Linked DNA regions of Mus musculus: all the other regions are linked to region 4. Evidence: chromatin contacts called from public Hi-C and HiChIP or PLAC-seq data. All regions are on one chromosome and are shown on one strand. The core of a region is the stretch at or near the end of the contact, and the rest is flanking DNA. Distances in the headings are between cores, read along the strand shown.

Evidence for each region. A called contact is a pair of places that touch in the nucleus more often than the background predicts. HiChIP or PLAC-seq counts read pairs in DNA pulled down with a chosen protein or histone mark.
Region 1: a Hi-C map of uterus shows a contact between it and region 4, with 2.8 times the contacts expected there. The contact joins two enhancer-like sites. A contact is called at or near these places in 11 of 484 Hi-C or Micro-C datasets (MC3T3-E1-derived osteoblasts, beige adipocytes, bone marrow-derived macrophages and 7 more), 5 of 115 datasets of contacts at active chromatin or transcription factors (bone marrow-derived macrophages, differentiating embryonic stem cells, embryonic fibroblasts and 2 more) and 1 of 9 other capture datasets (embryonic stem cells).
Region 2: an H3K4me3 HiChIP or PLAC-seq map of bone marrow-derived macrophages shows a contact between it and region 4, with 7 times the contacts expected there. The contact joins two enhancer-like sites. A contact is called at or near these places in 2 of 484 Hi-C or Micro-C datasets (bone marrow-derived macrophages and nephron progenitors), 5 of 115 datasets of contacts at active chromatin or transcription factors (bone marrow-derived macrophages, embryonic stem cells and stem cell-derived neural progenitor cells) and 1 of 9 other capture datasets (embryonic stem cells).
Region 3: a Hi-C map of uterus shows a contact between it and region 4, with 2.6 times the contacts expected there. The contact joins the promoter of Rad23b here to the enhancer-like site in region 4. A contact is called at or near these places in 1 of 39 promoter capture datasets (pre-B cells), 3 of 484 Hi-C or Micro-C datasets (B cells, muscle stem cells and uterus) and 4 of 115 datasets of contacts at active chromatin or transcription factors (embryonic stem cells and thymic regulatory T cells).

What each region holds. Positions count from the first base shown.
Region 1 is chr4:55,730,030-55,733,521 of GRCm38.p6, forward strand. No RefSeq gene overlaps it. Among named protein-coding and RNA genes, the nearest start is that of Gm12511, 160 kb to the left of the region's middle. Within about 2 kb of position 2,197, at least 131 of the 459 cell types and tissues checked have an H3K27ac peak or open chromatin away from gene starts, as enhancers often do. A contact at or near this core is called in beige adipocytes, bone marrow-derived macrophages, embryonic fibroblasts and 2 more, where this site is marked.
Region 2 is chr4:55,764,231-55,767,359 of GRCm38.p6, forward strand. No RefSeq gene overlaps it. Among named protein-coding and RNA genes, the nearest start is that of Gm34482, 190 kb to the right of the region's middle. Within about 2 kb of position 1,296, at least 3 of the 459 cell types and tissues checked have an H3K27ac peak or open chromatin away from gene starts, as enhancers often do. A contact at or near this core is called in bone marrow-derived macrophages, where this site is marked.
Region 3 is chr4:55,348,629-55,352,276 of GRCm38.p6, forward strand. It overlaps Rad23b (RAD23 homolog B, nucleotide excision repair protein), which reads left to right and starts at 1,414. Exons shown (of 10, transcript NM_009011.4): 1 at 1,414-1,799. The coding sequence starts at 1,734.
Region 4 is chr4:55,512,918-55,516,364 of GRCm38.p6, forward strand. No RefSeq gene overlaps it. Among named protein-coding and RNA genes, the nearest start is that of Klf4, 18 kb to the right of the region's middle. Within about 2 kb of position 1,929, at least 148 of the 459 cell types and tissues checked have an H3K27ac peak or open chromatin away from gene starts, as enhancers often do. A contact at or near this core is called in B cells, beige adipocytes, bone marrow-derived macrophages and 4 more, where this site is marked.

The DNA of each region.
Region 1 (3,492 bases), core at 947-3,446, 220 kb after region 4:
ATATTAGTGACCCACTGCACAATTTATATGGTAATGTCATTAATTGCACATTACCTAGGTTGCTGAATGAACATTACATAGGTTTTTTTAATGGATGTAGTTATTATAATTGAAGTCAATTATATTGCTTCTTGTGCATATCAAGTCAGTAGTGTGTGGCTGGACCTTACAGGGTCCCTGCCAAAAGAAACAGGTGTTTGTTGTGAGGACAACTTATGGGTTGGAGCAAGGGTAAGGGAAAGGGTGAACCATGGCCAGAAATGACTGGCCTGGCTGAGCCCTCTGTAAGGGCTGGGATAGTGCTACAGAGGGCAAGGCGAATGGGCATTGTCTGCTCTGAGGCAGGATCTACTTGCCCTTTTGCTGTGGGCTTAGGAGAGGGTGCAGGCTGAGCTGAAAGCCAGCACCACCCACGCTGTAACAGAACACTTTTCTCCAGGCTGACCCAAAGCTAGATGGTGGTTGCATCACTTCCTCTGGTGTTGTGGAAGCCACATGACTCTGGCATCTGGTTTGCCAGGGATGAAAGGGAGCCCTGCCTGCCCACGATGCTGGCACACAAGACCCTGGGTCCTGTGTGTCTTCTTTTAATATTCCGTTTCCCTAGCAAATGGGGTAAAGTTGCTGTAGTAGCTACTGCTGTTGCTGATGCTGAAGTTGCCTAGTGCTCAAACTCTCTGGAAGGACAACCCAAAGAACAACCCGAAGGCTGGAGAATGAAGAGGAGTTAAGGCTGTGACTCTTCTTGGTAGTCAGCTCTCTGTCACTGTGACATAAATACCCAAAGTAGTCAACTTATAAAAGGGAAACGTTTGTTTTTGTTCCTGGTTTCAATCCCTGGTCTTGTTGGTCCAGAATTTGATAGTGTTGGAATAGCAGTACATCACTGTGGTCATAAATGGGCAGGTCTCAAATCTCTCCTTCAATGACCTCCTTTCCTTCCACAAGTTTCTATGTCCTCAGCATCCTATGATCTCCCAGTTGCAGCACAGAATGCGGACCAAGTATCAGATACATAGGTCTCTGGGGACATTCATTCCAAACTACAGCATCTTTTTGTTAGATAAGGACATCTGAATGCCATGCTCGCCTGCTGTGAGTGTTGCTACCTTCTTTAAACTTCATGAAAGAGCAGGCAGGGGTTTTTTGTTTTGTTTTGAATTGACAGAGACTCTAAAGAGATTGTTTTTTAAACCCAGTGATGTACCCTCAGACATGCACACATACATGAATGCACACACATGCACACAGCACTGGTATACATGACAGACAGGTCCTCTTAGCTAATGTGATGCTAAGATTCCAGAGAGCTTGGAAATTTACTCAGTAATACCCAAATAATACCCATACATATGCATGAATGTTCTCTGTGTTTGGTCTCTGTCTCTGTCTCTATCTGCCTCTGCCTCTGCCTCTGCCTCTGCCTCTGCCTCTGCCTCTGCCTCTGTCTCTGTCTCTGTCTCTGTCTCTGTCTCTGTCTCTGTCTCTGTCTCTGTCTCTGTCTCTGTCTCTGTCTCTTCTCACAGTGTTAGTGGAAGGTAAGATGAGATTTTGAACTCCATTTGATTGAGGCTGATTATCACATTCAGGTCATCTAGGCCACTGTGTCGCAGTTTTATGGCTTTATTTTGGAAGGTCACTCTGGAAGCTCAGGCTGAAATAAATGACAAAGGGCAAAGTTCACACACACACACACACACACACACACACACACACACACACACACCAGATTCAAGTGACTAGGAAAGAAGGAAAAAGAATGCTCTTTTACAAATTTTCCTTTTTTTCAATTTTTTATTGGATATTTTCTTCATCTACATTTCAAATGCTATCCCAAAAGTCCCCTATAACCCCCCCGCCCGCCCTGCTCCCCTACCCACCCACTCCCACTTCTTGGTCCTGGCATTCCCCTGTACTGGGGCATATAAAGTTTGCAAGACTAAGGGGCCCCTCTTCCCAATGATGGCCGAAAAGGGGGAGCCTGATTTTCCTGGGAACCTGTGATGTATGGACTAGCACGTCTTCTCTGCTTCTCTGTCCATTCACTCACCCACCACTCCTCTGCTAATGCCTGGCTGGCCAGGAATACACTTTCTATTTAGAAAGCAAAGGCAGCCAGCTTTGGGCCTGGGCCTGGAGACTGACTCACTGTTGTTGGGATGACACATTGCCTGCACACATTTCACAATTCTCTGAAACACCAGACTTATTTCTGTGAGTATGCAGAGGCCCACTTCACCATCCACCTAAGGCCACACACAAAGGCTGTGCTATTTTTCTTCCCTGGGGCCTAAATGGATGGCAGGACTTCCTATGCCTGAAACATCACCCTCGTTTGGAAGGAGAGAAACACCGGCCAAGAATTGCAACGTTTTTTAACCAGAGTCTGGCTAGCTTTCAATAGCTGCACGCCAAAGCTATACCAGACAGAGAAATGGCTATGAATGGGGTAGGGGTTGGACTGAGGCTTAAAAACAAGGCAGAAAAAAATACAGATAACAGAGAAGAAAAGAGAGGAGAGGAGAGGAGAGGAGAGGAGAGGAGAGGAGAGGAGAGGAGAGGAGAGGAGACAGAATGAGATAGTACATAGGAAGTAAAAGAGGAAATTTAAATAGAGAAAGGTTGCACAGAAATGATTGAAGAATTGGAGCAGAGGGCGAGAGTTCCAGGCTGTGATCATTTCTTCATGTGCCTTTCCCTCCATTTTTGGGTGAGCACTCTTAATCCCCATTACTAAGAAGCAAGAACAGGGGACCAGGAAGTTACAATCTAATGTCTCAGGTGGAAGGGAAGACATTTTTGTTTATTAAACAAACAAACAAACAAATATACATACATACAAGCAAACAACAACCTCATATTGTCGACCAGGCAGACCCAGCACTCACTAAGTAGCCCAGGCTGGTATGGTACTACTTATGGTAGTCTTCCTGCTTGACCTATTGATTTCTGGGATAACAAGTATGCGAAGCCAGCTCGCTCTACATCAGTGTGAGGGGCTTGGACAGTCTTCCACAGTCTTTCTGGAATCTGAAAGCCTAAAGGATACTCTTGTTGACCAGAGAGCTAGCTGGGAAGGCCGAGAATCTGGATGGCCAGTGACAGTGGCCTCTGAGGAGTTGTTTATGCACTTAGACATTAAGTGCCTAAGACTTGAAGGGCCGGCCCCATATTCAAAGCCCTGGATTCAGAACTATCTGGAAACTTCCTCCAGGGTAAACAAAAACAAGCACTTCAGCTCCCTTGCCAGGGCATCTCGCTCCAGAAAGGACGGGAAGGAAAGGAGAGTGATGCTGCTTGTTCCCCTGTGAAGGAAAGGTTACAACAACATTTTCTCTGGGCAGCTGTGAGGTCGGCAGGCAGACTTTTCTCTGGTAACCATCTCGATGTGTCTGTGTGGAAAGTACCTAAGAATGACTAAGCCCTGGCTGAGTTGATTCATTTGTCACTTCACTTGTGGGACTTTGGCCCTGTTCTAGAGGCCACAGAGTG
Region 2 (3,129 bases), core at 46-2,545, 250 kb after region 4:
TGTACAAACATCACAACCAAGAAGCAAGTTGGGGAAGAAAGGGTTTATTCAGCTTACACTTTCCACATTGCTGTTCATAACCAAAGAAAGTCAGGACTAGAACTCAAGCAGGTGAGGAAGCAGGAGCTGATGCTGAGGCCATAGAGGAATGTTGCTTACTGGCTTGCTTCCCCTGGCTTGCTCAACTTGCTTTCTTATAGAACCCAGGACTACCAGACCAGGGATGGTCCCACCCACAAAGGGCTCCCCCCACTTGATCACTAATTGAGAAAATGCCCCACAGCTGGATCTCATGGAGGCATTTTCTCACCTGAAGCTCCTTTCTCTGTGATAACTCCAGCTTGTGTCAAGCTGACACACAAAACCAGCCAGTACAGGGGTGTTGGACTGTGGGCACTTTTCTTTAGTTTTTATGTCCATATCTGTCTATCCCAAACTTTATGTAGTGAATCCTCTTTCCTTCCTTTTGCAGCATGTGTTTATTGCCATCTAGTCTGGGTGAAGCCTGGACATCTTCGGGGCCTCAGTGTGGGTATGCTGCAGCTTCTCTTAGGATATGTTGACTGTTTATAGCATGGCTTCCCCCCAAAACAACACAGTTTCTGTTCATGCCCTGGTGAGGAAGCCTGGCGATGGGGTCGGGTGAATTTAAAGAGCAAGGTGGTGATTTTTTTTAACTGCTTGGTGCTGGGACAGAGTTCATTGAAATGCTGTTCAATGACACCTCTGGACTTGGAGTTACTTAGATCTTACACAAAGCCTGTGGAATTGAGACTCAAAAAAGACATTTTTTTTTTTTTTTGAAGAGGAGTGGAGGGCACTTCACACTTTGTATTGTTAGGTGGCTTCAAAATTCAAGCTTACAGTCCTCCTGCCTTGACCTTTTGTGTGCTGATATTACAGGCAAATATTAATGCATACAATTCAGCGACCTGTAGTTGGATCTCTTTTTATTTTAGGCCTTCCTTCCTTCCTTCCTTCCTTCCTTCCTTCCTTCCTTCCTTCCTTCCTTCCTTCCTCTCTTCTTTTTTCCTTCCATCTCTTTTTCTCCTTTTCTTTTGTGGAGGTTTATAAAATACTTTATGGCCTTAGCCACTTTTATATATAGACTAGTAATGCCAAATATATGAACACAGTTGTGGGACAGTTTCTTTCAAGTCTGCCTTCTTGCTTGTCTGAAACAGACTCTCACTTTGTTGCACAGGCTGGTCTGGAGCTCTCTGTGTAGTCCAAGTTTGTCTCACCTCCATGCATTCTCTTGCCTATGTCTACCCTTGGCTGGGATTGCAGACATGAAGTAACTTTCTCCTTAACTTCCTCTTCTTCCCTCTCAGCACTGTGTATGCTGAGCAAGTGCTGTATCAGACAATTACATTCCCAGGCTTAACAGCTTTTCTGAGGTGGAGTTGATATGGAAAACTGATCTAATGAACATAATTTGACAGATTTGGAGACAAACACACACATGCCCAAAACATAAAGATGGTCAGTTTACCTCTTACCTCCATCACTTGTGTGTTGGTGACAAAAACACCTAACAAAAAGTAGTATGCATATATTATATTTAGTCACAGACATTCTGTTGGGCAGACAGAATATTGAATTATGCATCTTGCACACCAAATATTGTAGCATCTATGGAAAACAGTGTGGTGATTTCTCACAAGATTAAAAATAGAATCACTGAATGATCCAGCAACTTCATTCTGAGTGTGTACCCAATTGAATTAAAACCAAGACACTCCCAGACTCACTACACAGTGATATATACCAGGATATGGAGCCAAATTCACAGATGGCTACTTAAAAGGAAATATGGCAAATACACATAAAGGAATATTTTTTGGCATTAACTAAGACGGAGATTCTATCATATGTGGCAACATGGGTCGATCCCTGGCCCCCATTCCCTTAGACCTTGGTCTAAGTGAGATGCCACAGCCATGGGACAAATATGAGCAGATTCCAGCTCTGTGTGTTAGTAAGCTGCTATCCTCAAGCTCAGGTGCTGGGGCTGTGAAATGGAAATGTCCTAACTCTCTGGGAGTGTGGTTGTGAGCACTGACGTGACCGTGTGATGGGTCTGGCCAGCGATGTCATCTGAAAACTGCTGGTCACTGGCGCTGCAGCAACATCTCATGCCCCATATTTCCCTGGAGAATTGGCAGGTCAAGGCCTGGCAATAGGAAAGAAAAATTCATCTCCAAACACATTGTTTCCAGTAAGAGCACTTTTTCAATAAGGTGTGTGATATTTCCTCTCTCACAAACCACATCGTTTATTGTTTATCCTTTTTATGGTTCACAAGAAATGTTCTTTTATGGTTTTAATGTCTTCCTTGAAAAGTAAAGGAAGTACCTGCCTCAGGTTTAGGGGAAAAAAGAACTTTCCTTTGAGTTCTAAAAGCTGTCAAACCTAATGAGACAGGGAAGCTTGCAAACACTCATTAAACACGAAGCTGAGGATAAAGATGACCTTCTGTTTCTTTGGCATTTATAAGCTGGGTTTTCCCACACTTAGCAAGATCTGCCCAGGACCTGGAGCTGGGATCAGGGATATAAAGACAAAAGGTTTAATTACTCTGCCCACCTACCTCTTCACCGATTTCTCCAGAAGATAGACTTGAAAATTGACACGTGGCATTCTACACAGTGAATTGTGGGGGTGACAGACTGAGACACCCATGCTAGCTAAGGAAGTTATGAAAGCACACAGCAGGCAGAGCATTCATCTACTGAACCTTAAGAACTCTTGTCCCTTCCATGTCCCTATCATGGCATAGTGTAGGCACACGCCACCTCTGCCCTTGGTGTACCAAGGCTCACTTGGGCAGGGGATTTTACTTTTGTTAGCATCTGGGGCAGGCGGCATGTTCACAGGTGACATGAAGCCATTAGCACAATGAAAGTGGGAACATCCTGATTCCTGATCCAGAAACCCAGTTTTAACTGAGACGGGCCTTGAAGAAATATACACACATGTATAGCTTTGTGTTTCAAATGCATCTATTAATGCCTAGCACGGTTTTGTGTGCCTGTAATCCTGGCACTCAGAAAGCACAGGAAAGAGGACTTTGGCTTCCAGGCCAGCTTGGGCTACGAGGTGAGTTTACGTTGGCCTGGGCTTCAT
Region 3 (3,648 bases), core at 164-2,663, 160 kb before region 4:
ACCTTGTCGGTGGAGAGGGGGCTTGGTTAGGGAAAGTTCCATGACAAAATTATATCCTAGCTTCTGGAATCATGAAAATCCAAATAGCGATACTGTAATCATTGATGGTGCTGGCTCAGAGATGGGGGATGCTCATAATTGTCCTCACTGTGGTCTGATGGTAACTGCTTTTTCTTCTTTTTAAGTCTAACAGGGGTCACTGCACTATTAAGAGGCAGCATACAGACAAGCACCTAAAGTGTCACTTACTATTGTGGTGCTTATTACCCGACACCTCTGCACTCTGGTCTTATCGCTGTGTAAATAATCATACAGCTACAGCCAAGCACTTAACTTTGTGTTCCTGACTCTAAGACTTACATGCATTATCCCACCCTCTCCAACCACCAATTAGCTGAGTGACATCTCACCCTTACTGCCAAGGAACCAGAAGCACGTCTACCTATTTTTCTAATATTTACCTTGTACCTACAATGTGCTAGGCTTATTCTGTAGGCTTTGGGGCACAACGTGGGCAAAACAAAATGCATGCCTCTGTGTAGCTTCAGCCTGGGGACCAGAAAAAGAAGAGAAGACACACACGCTAAATACACATAGTGTAGAGTACCCAGAAGGTGATGAATGGTTACTGAGACAAGTGGAGCTGGATAATGAGATCCGAATAAGATACTTTAAGTTGGATAGGCAGGATAGAGTTCAAGAAGGCGACATTTGAGCAAAGATTAAAAGGGTCCACGTGCAAAGGAAAGCAGCGCTTGGGGTGAGGCGGGGGGGGGCGGGGGAAGGGGGTGAGGAGAGGCAACCGCCTAATATCTACCACCAACACCTAAACGAAGCAAAACGATAGAGGGAAAGGCGTGACACAACTAGGCCTCCTTCTTAAATCCGCCTTTCTTTAGAGGTGGGAGGTCCCAAGGCTGGTGAGAGAACACAAGACTGGCAAGCAAGCAGTCCATGGCTGAAGTCAGTCTCAGAATCAGGGAAGCAACCGGCATTACACATGCTCGACTGGCGATGTGCGCCCCTCCTGGGCCGGCCCTCGGCAATCCTTGCACTAAGGCTCCGCCCGCTCCACCGCCCTCAAGGTTCCGCGCTCGCTGAGCCGCAGCCACTGAGCCGGGACTCCACGTAGCCGTTCCCCGGCTACGGGTTGCGCAACTCGCGCCGCTGGGCGGAGCCTGGATGTAGGCGGAGCCACTGCAGGACCGCGGAGCGGACCAGGCCTCCGCGAGCGCCTCTGCTTGCGAAGTGCGCCTGCGCACGCCGGTGCCGCGCCGCACGATATTCCAGCCCCACCCATCGCCCCGCCTCCAATTCCCGGGCGGAGTTCCTGTTCACGCCTGCGCACTGCGTCGCCGCACCCTGCGCCTGCTCAGATCGCCCGAGTCTGGCCCCATCCTCCGGGTTTTTTTCTGGTGGGGGAGGGGTCACGTCTCGGCGAGTCACGGTGATGGCGGCCACCATCCTGTGGTGAGGTAGCGGGTTCTCTGCGTCTCTCGGGGAGTCCCTCGCGCCTCCTGCGGGCCCAGTGGCTGGCGCGTGAGGAAGCACCGCGGGTCGAGCTTACCGGGAAAGCCGCGGGAGCGAGCGGCGGCGCGGCCAGGGGAGACGCGGGGCCCGGGGTGAGTGCGACTCCGGGCGAATGTGACAAGCCCCCCCACCCCCACCGCCTTCCTCCCGAGAGCGCGAGGATCGCGGCCACCCCGGGGCGGCCAGGCCCCGGCTTAGGCACCATGCAGGTCACCCTGAAGACCCTTCAGCAGCAGACCTTCAAGATCGACATCGACCCGGAGGAGACGGTATGCGCCGCCGGGTTAGGGGAGCGCGGGCCCGAGTCGGGGCGGCGCGGGAGGGCCCCAGAGGGGCGTCGGGTCACCGCCGGCTTTGTGGCCGACAACGAGGAAGGCCCGGGGGCAGATGGCGTGGAGCAGCACCGGTCCGCGTGGGCGCTGGTGGCCGCGGCCCGGAGCGCGTGGTCGTGGGGACGGAGGGGGAGGGGAGACCTGGCGGCCTGGGCGCTGGAGCCGGGCCTGACGTGCACAGGTGGGGGAGGGAGGGAGACCCAGGCGAAGCCACCACCCTCCGGCGACATGGCTAGGTGCAGAGGTCTAAGGGGCCGGTTACCCAAGACGGTGGGCCTTAAACGCGCCTAGTTTTGTCTGCAGCCGGGAGGGATGGTGGGGGAAAAATGAATTTTTTGGCCTCTCAGAAGGAGCCCTTTTATTTATGTCTTATTTTGGATTAGTTTTTACGATCCTTCCCCTCGCAGCCACTGAACCCACACCCACAGGTGGATTACGTTCTGAGGCCACGTTGGTGGTGAAGAATTTTGCATTAGAAACCTTCAGATCCGGATTTAAATGCGTTCTTTCGGTCGTCTTGGGAACCTGAACGCTCCTCGGACTCCTAGAATAGTAGTATTTGAAGGGAGGGAGAAAAATATAAAAACTTGGTGTTCTACAGTTAAAAAGCCGACTACTACACTTAACGAGTTCACGTGATAAATTCTAATGCAGTGGTCTCCGGTTTTGCCTGTAAAAAGATCTGTGTTAACTTTAATACAACTTTATGTCAGGAATCTAAAAAATGTCATGCGAATAAAATTTTTTCTCACGTGGAATTATGACGCTATGTCAATAGATTACTGCATATTTGTGTGGGGGGGTTTCCTTCTTCTTCTTCTTTTTTTTTTTTTTTGACTGATTGAGTTTGTAATTGAAACAACCAGGACGTGGTGTTAATTAAATAGATCCGAGATCCGAATTCTATTTGTGGCTCTATAACTCGTTTTCTACAGCGGGACAAACTACCCTGTTTGATTTTCTGAAATGGGAACTGTACCAGCTGAGATGGTGAGGATTAAATGGCATTTAGTTGATTTCTAAATAAGGCCTACTATGTAATCAGTATATGTTTGTGTGAAGACATGGTGTTTTGTTTTACCTATCACATCTAATATTCTAAAGTCTCCTTCAATCTTTAATAAGAAGCCAAGAATTCCCAACCTTTTTGAAATTGTGGCACAAAATAATTTTATAAGAAGTTATTTAATTTCCAGATATCTGCAATAATTCTTGAAAGTATAGAAAAACATTTACATGAGAGCTCTGCAATCTTCACAGAAGCAGTTGTTAACAATTAGTGGACAGAGGCCCTGTAGAATCAAATTTCTTCCTCACCCCCCCCCTTTTTTTTTTCTTTAGGCTTTTGAGACAGGGTTTCTCTGTGTATCTCTGGCTGTCCTGGAACTCAACTCTAGCCCTGGCTGGCCTCAAACTCAGAGATCAGCCAGCCTCTGCCTCCTGAGTGCTGGGATTAAGGGAGTGCACCACCATTTTCTTCTACTACTTAAAGTACAGGGCTGGGATATCAGACAGGTGTGAGACCCTGAGTTCATCTCCAGCACCTTCAAAAGGAGTCACACAGTCATCTCTTAAGTGATGATATGCAAATATGTAAAATGCCTCCTTGGCATTTGGCTCAATGCAGGTGATAAATGATGAGATAAATTGTCCTTACTCTTTGGGCTTTTAATTTATCCCAGAAGCACTAAAACATGGAGAAACATGTTTTGCTTTATTTCTTAATATATGAATGTGTTAGAGTTGTTCAGTAACTTCACACTACTGAAATACACACACACACACA
Region 4 (3,447 bases), core at 679-3,178:
TATATGCCCCAGTACAGGGGAATGAGGATATTTTCAAGAGCTAGAGAAGACAGGAATTTTCTTTTCCTCACACCTTATCATAATCCACAAAAATACCATATTTGGATTTTTGCTTTGCTAAAAATGAATATTATTACATCAGTGCTCATATACTTCTTGTTTAAACTGTTTTGCCTTTAAAAAAAATTTTTGTGACAGAGTCTTGGGGAAACAGCCCATGCTGGCCTCTAACTTTCAATCCTCCTGCTTCAACCTCCTGAGTGTTGGGATAACAAGCACGGACTACCATACTCAGTAGGACTAATTACAAACACCGTACCAATGCCCTTCTCATCATAGCCCTTTACTTCTGGTACAGAGAGCACCAGAAAACCCAAAACAAAACAGACCCCCCTAAAAAAAAATCCCAACAGATCAGTCTGGTGAGGTTACACTTCACTTGCCTGTGCCTTACACGCCTACAGTCCCAGAATTTGGAAGGTGAAAGAAGAGGGGGTGAGGTCCAGAGTATGTGAGACCCTTTTAGAAAAGAAGCAGAAGCAAACAAACACATAAAAACTCCTAATAGATTTCCATGGTGACTCTTGTCTCCGTTCACGCTGACTGTTGAATTAGATGCCCCAGAACAGGACTGAAAAAGAACATGTCCAAGAAGACCCATTCCCCCCTCTCTAGGCAAAGTGCCAACCTTTAGCGAGAGCACACAAGTGGCAGGTGTCCCAGGAGGTATCCTCTGATAAAGTCAAAGTCTGGGAAAGGGCGTGAAGGCAAGCTCTCCCCAATCCACCAAATCTGCACACTGCTCCATTCCAGCGGGAACTAGTAACTCACCCTGAGAGATGTGCCTGCTGTACTGGGTCCAAGGGAAGTTATAGGATAAAGACCTCTGGCAACTGGTAAGTCTGTGTACACTAACACTTTCTAACACGATCACTTCAGAAAGAATGTGAGATGTGTGTGGGAGAGGTGTTAAGGAGAAATGAGAGCACATGGTCCCAGTAGTCCGAGCTTCCTACATGGGCTGAGATGTGGCTTAGTGGGTACTTTCTTCCCTCTTAAGTGTCTGAGAACACAGTAGCACACGTTGTCTGAGATGACACACACACACTAAATAAGGAAAGAAATGGGGAAAATTAAGTTGTACTCTGACCTTATTACAGGAGCTGCAGCATATAAGCCACCGCCCCAACTCCACTTAAAAACCTAGTTTTCTGCATTGCAAGCTGCCTGAGTGAGCAAACATGACTGCCACAGGCAAAGATCTATAGACCGCTGAGCATCTGCTATGTGTTGTCAAAAAAGGACCCTGGATCTGCTGGTTGACTGTGTGAGGAGTAAAGTCTCTCTTTGCACCTGTTTTGTGTGTGTGTGTGTGTGTGTGTGTGTGTGTGTGTGTGTGTGTGTGTGTGTGTAGTACTGTTGCTCTTGGGCCCTGACAGCTGATGTCACAGCTAGGGGCTTTGCATTTCTTACTTGGGAAGCAGATAAGATCATTACTATTTTGCAACGAGGAAATGAAGTTCAGAGAGAAGACAGTTGAGTTTACAGCCACAGGTGACAGTATCCCACCTGGGCAGTCGGATTTCTTCTCTGTGGGAAGGTAAATGAGGGGGGTTGTAGCTCTGCTGTCCAAGACCTACGTAGCATGCACAAAATCCTGTCTTTAATCCTTGGTACCAAAACGATAAGAAACAAACCCAGAACCCTGTCCTCGTCTGCAGCCCACCCACTCCTTCTCTGAAATGATCGTACGACCTCCCAGTATTCATCCGCCAAGAAGAGGCCTGGGAATCAAGTTTCAGGAGCCCCAAACCAAGTACTGATGAGAGTCAAAATGAGAAATCCCGTACAAGAGTCAGTCTAGGGCTTGGGTCTAGGCTCTCCCTCCTGCGGCCGCGTTACTGCAAGAGGACCGGCGGGAGGCGCTGCAGACCGCGCCGCACCCGCCTCCAGCTCAAGCCCTCAGGCCTCCCGGGCACCGGGGCCGCCCAAGAGCGTCGCGGACTCTGGGCGATCGGCTCTTCCGCCAGCCACACCCTACGATCTTCCATTCCACCTCCTCTTGGAGAGGAACAGGGACGCTAAGGAGTTCTTCCGGGCGTGGCAGGGGACCTGGAATACGTTGGTGCGCTCCGGCAGAGCGAGAACTGCCCTCAGCGGGGACTCCAGGCGGAGCCCGATGCTCACTGGGTCGCGCATGCGCCGCTTTCCAGTCCAGTCCCAAGTCTCCTCCGCCAGCTGTAGCGGAGCGGCTCGCACCGCATCCCACCCCACAGGGAACCCTATTTCCGACTTTGAATCCCAAAGTGGATAGGCTGGTTCTGGGCTTGCATTGCAGCCAGCAGAAGCCCAGGCAACTGACACTCCAGTCTCCGGGGTGGGGACCCTGGTCGTCTCTGCTGATTCCCCCAAAGCTAATTGCCTCAGGAGAAGCACGTAGACCATCCAGGTGCTGGGCAGAGAGGAAAGGTGTTTCTGAGAGTTAGCTTATAATAATACATCAGCATGCACGTTGGATTTCCATTTTCGCTTTTTCATAGCTTTCCAATCCCCAAGGACTCTGTAGAAATTCAGGTGTGTGATTGTTATGTGTGTGCCACAGATAGCGATGGAAGAACTGCCCAGAACTTGTTGACATTCATTAAAATACAAGCTAACATCCTCACACGTTTTAGACCTACAGTATTAGGAACAACTCATCATGGCAAAGTTACTCGCCCAACATCTGTTCATTCCAATGGGAGGGTTTCTTTCCTGCCAAGAATTTTATGAATTTTATATAGGAGCTTGGTCCTGTTTGGGGAAGGTAGAGAAAGCCTGCCAAAGCGGCCTGGAAGAACTAAGGGATGATTCGCTTGTGACTTTGAAAAGGCTCTTGACGCTGGGAAAGTCGCCCTTCGGAAGAACACAGAAAAACAAAATCCCAAACAAGTGGCACGTGACCAGAAACAGCAGAGCAAGGTCAAGGCCCAGAGTCTGGCCGACCCACACGATTCTGTTCTAGCTTTGTTCAGAGAGGGTCTAATCCTTTGTGGAGAGAGGGAGGGTATTATGGGCCTGAAACCCAAACAACTCCTATCTGGGGATGCTGCAAGCTCCTTTCATTTCACACAGACCAGATAGGAGTAATCGTTCATCACCCAAACTCCTGTTAATCTCTGCATCTCCAATCCATTGTCTTCTCAATTGGAGTCTGCTGACTGGAAAGTTTATCTCCCGAAACCCATCATCAGGGGTGCTTGGAAGCCATCAGAGGGAAAAGGGCATCCAGTGAGTTAGCCCTTGAAACATTAATGATTACCTCTGGACTCAATGCGGGTTTGTTTATCCAAGCAGATTTCCAATAGGCTTCTCCTTAGCCATTGAAAGAACTATCTACTGTAGAGTAGGTCTGACGTGAGCAACGGGCAGGCTGTCCTTTTCCATCCGAAAGGCCACTGCAGAGTC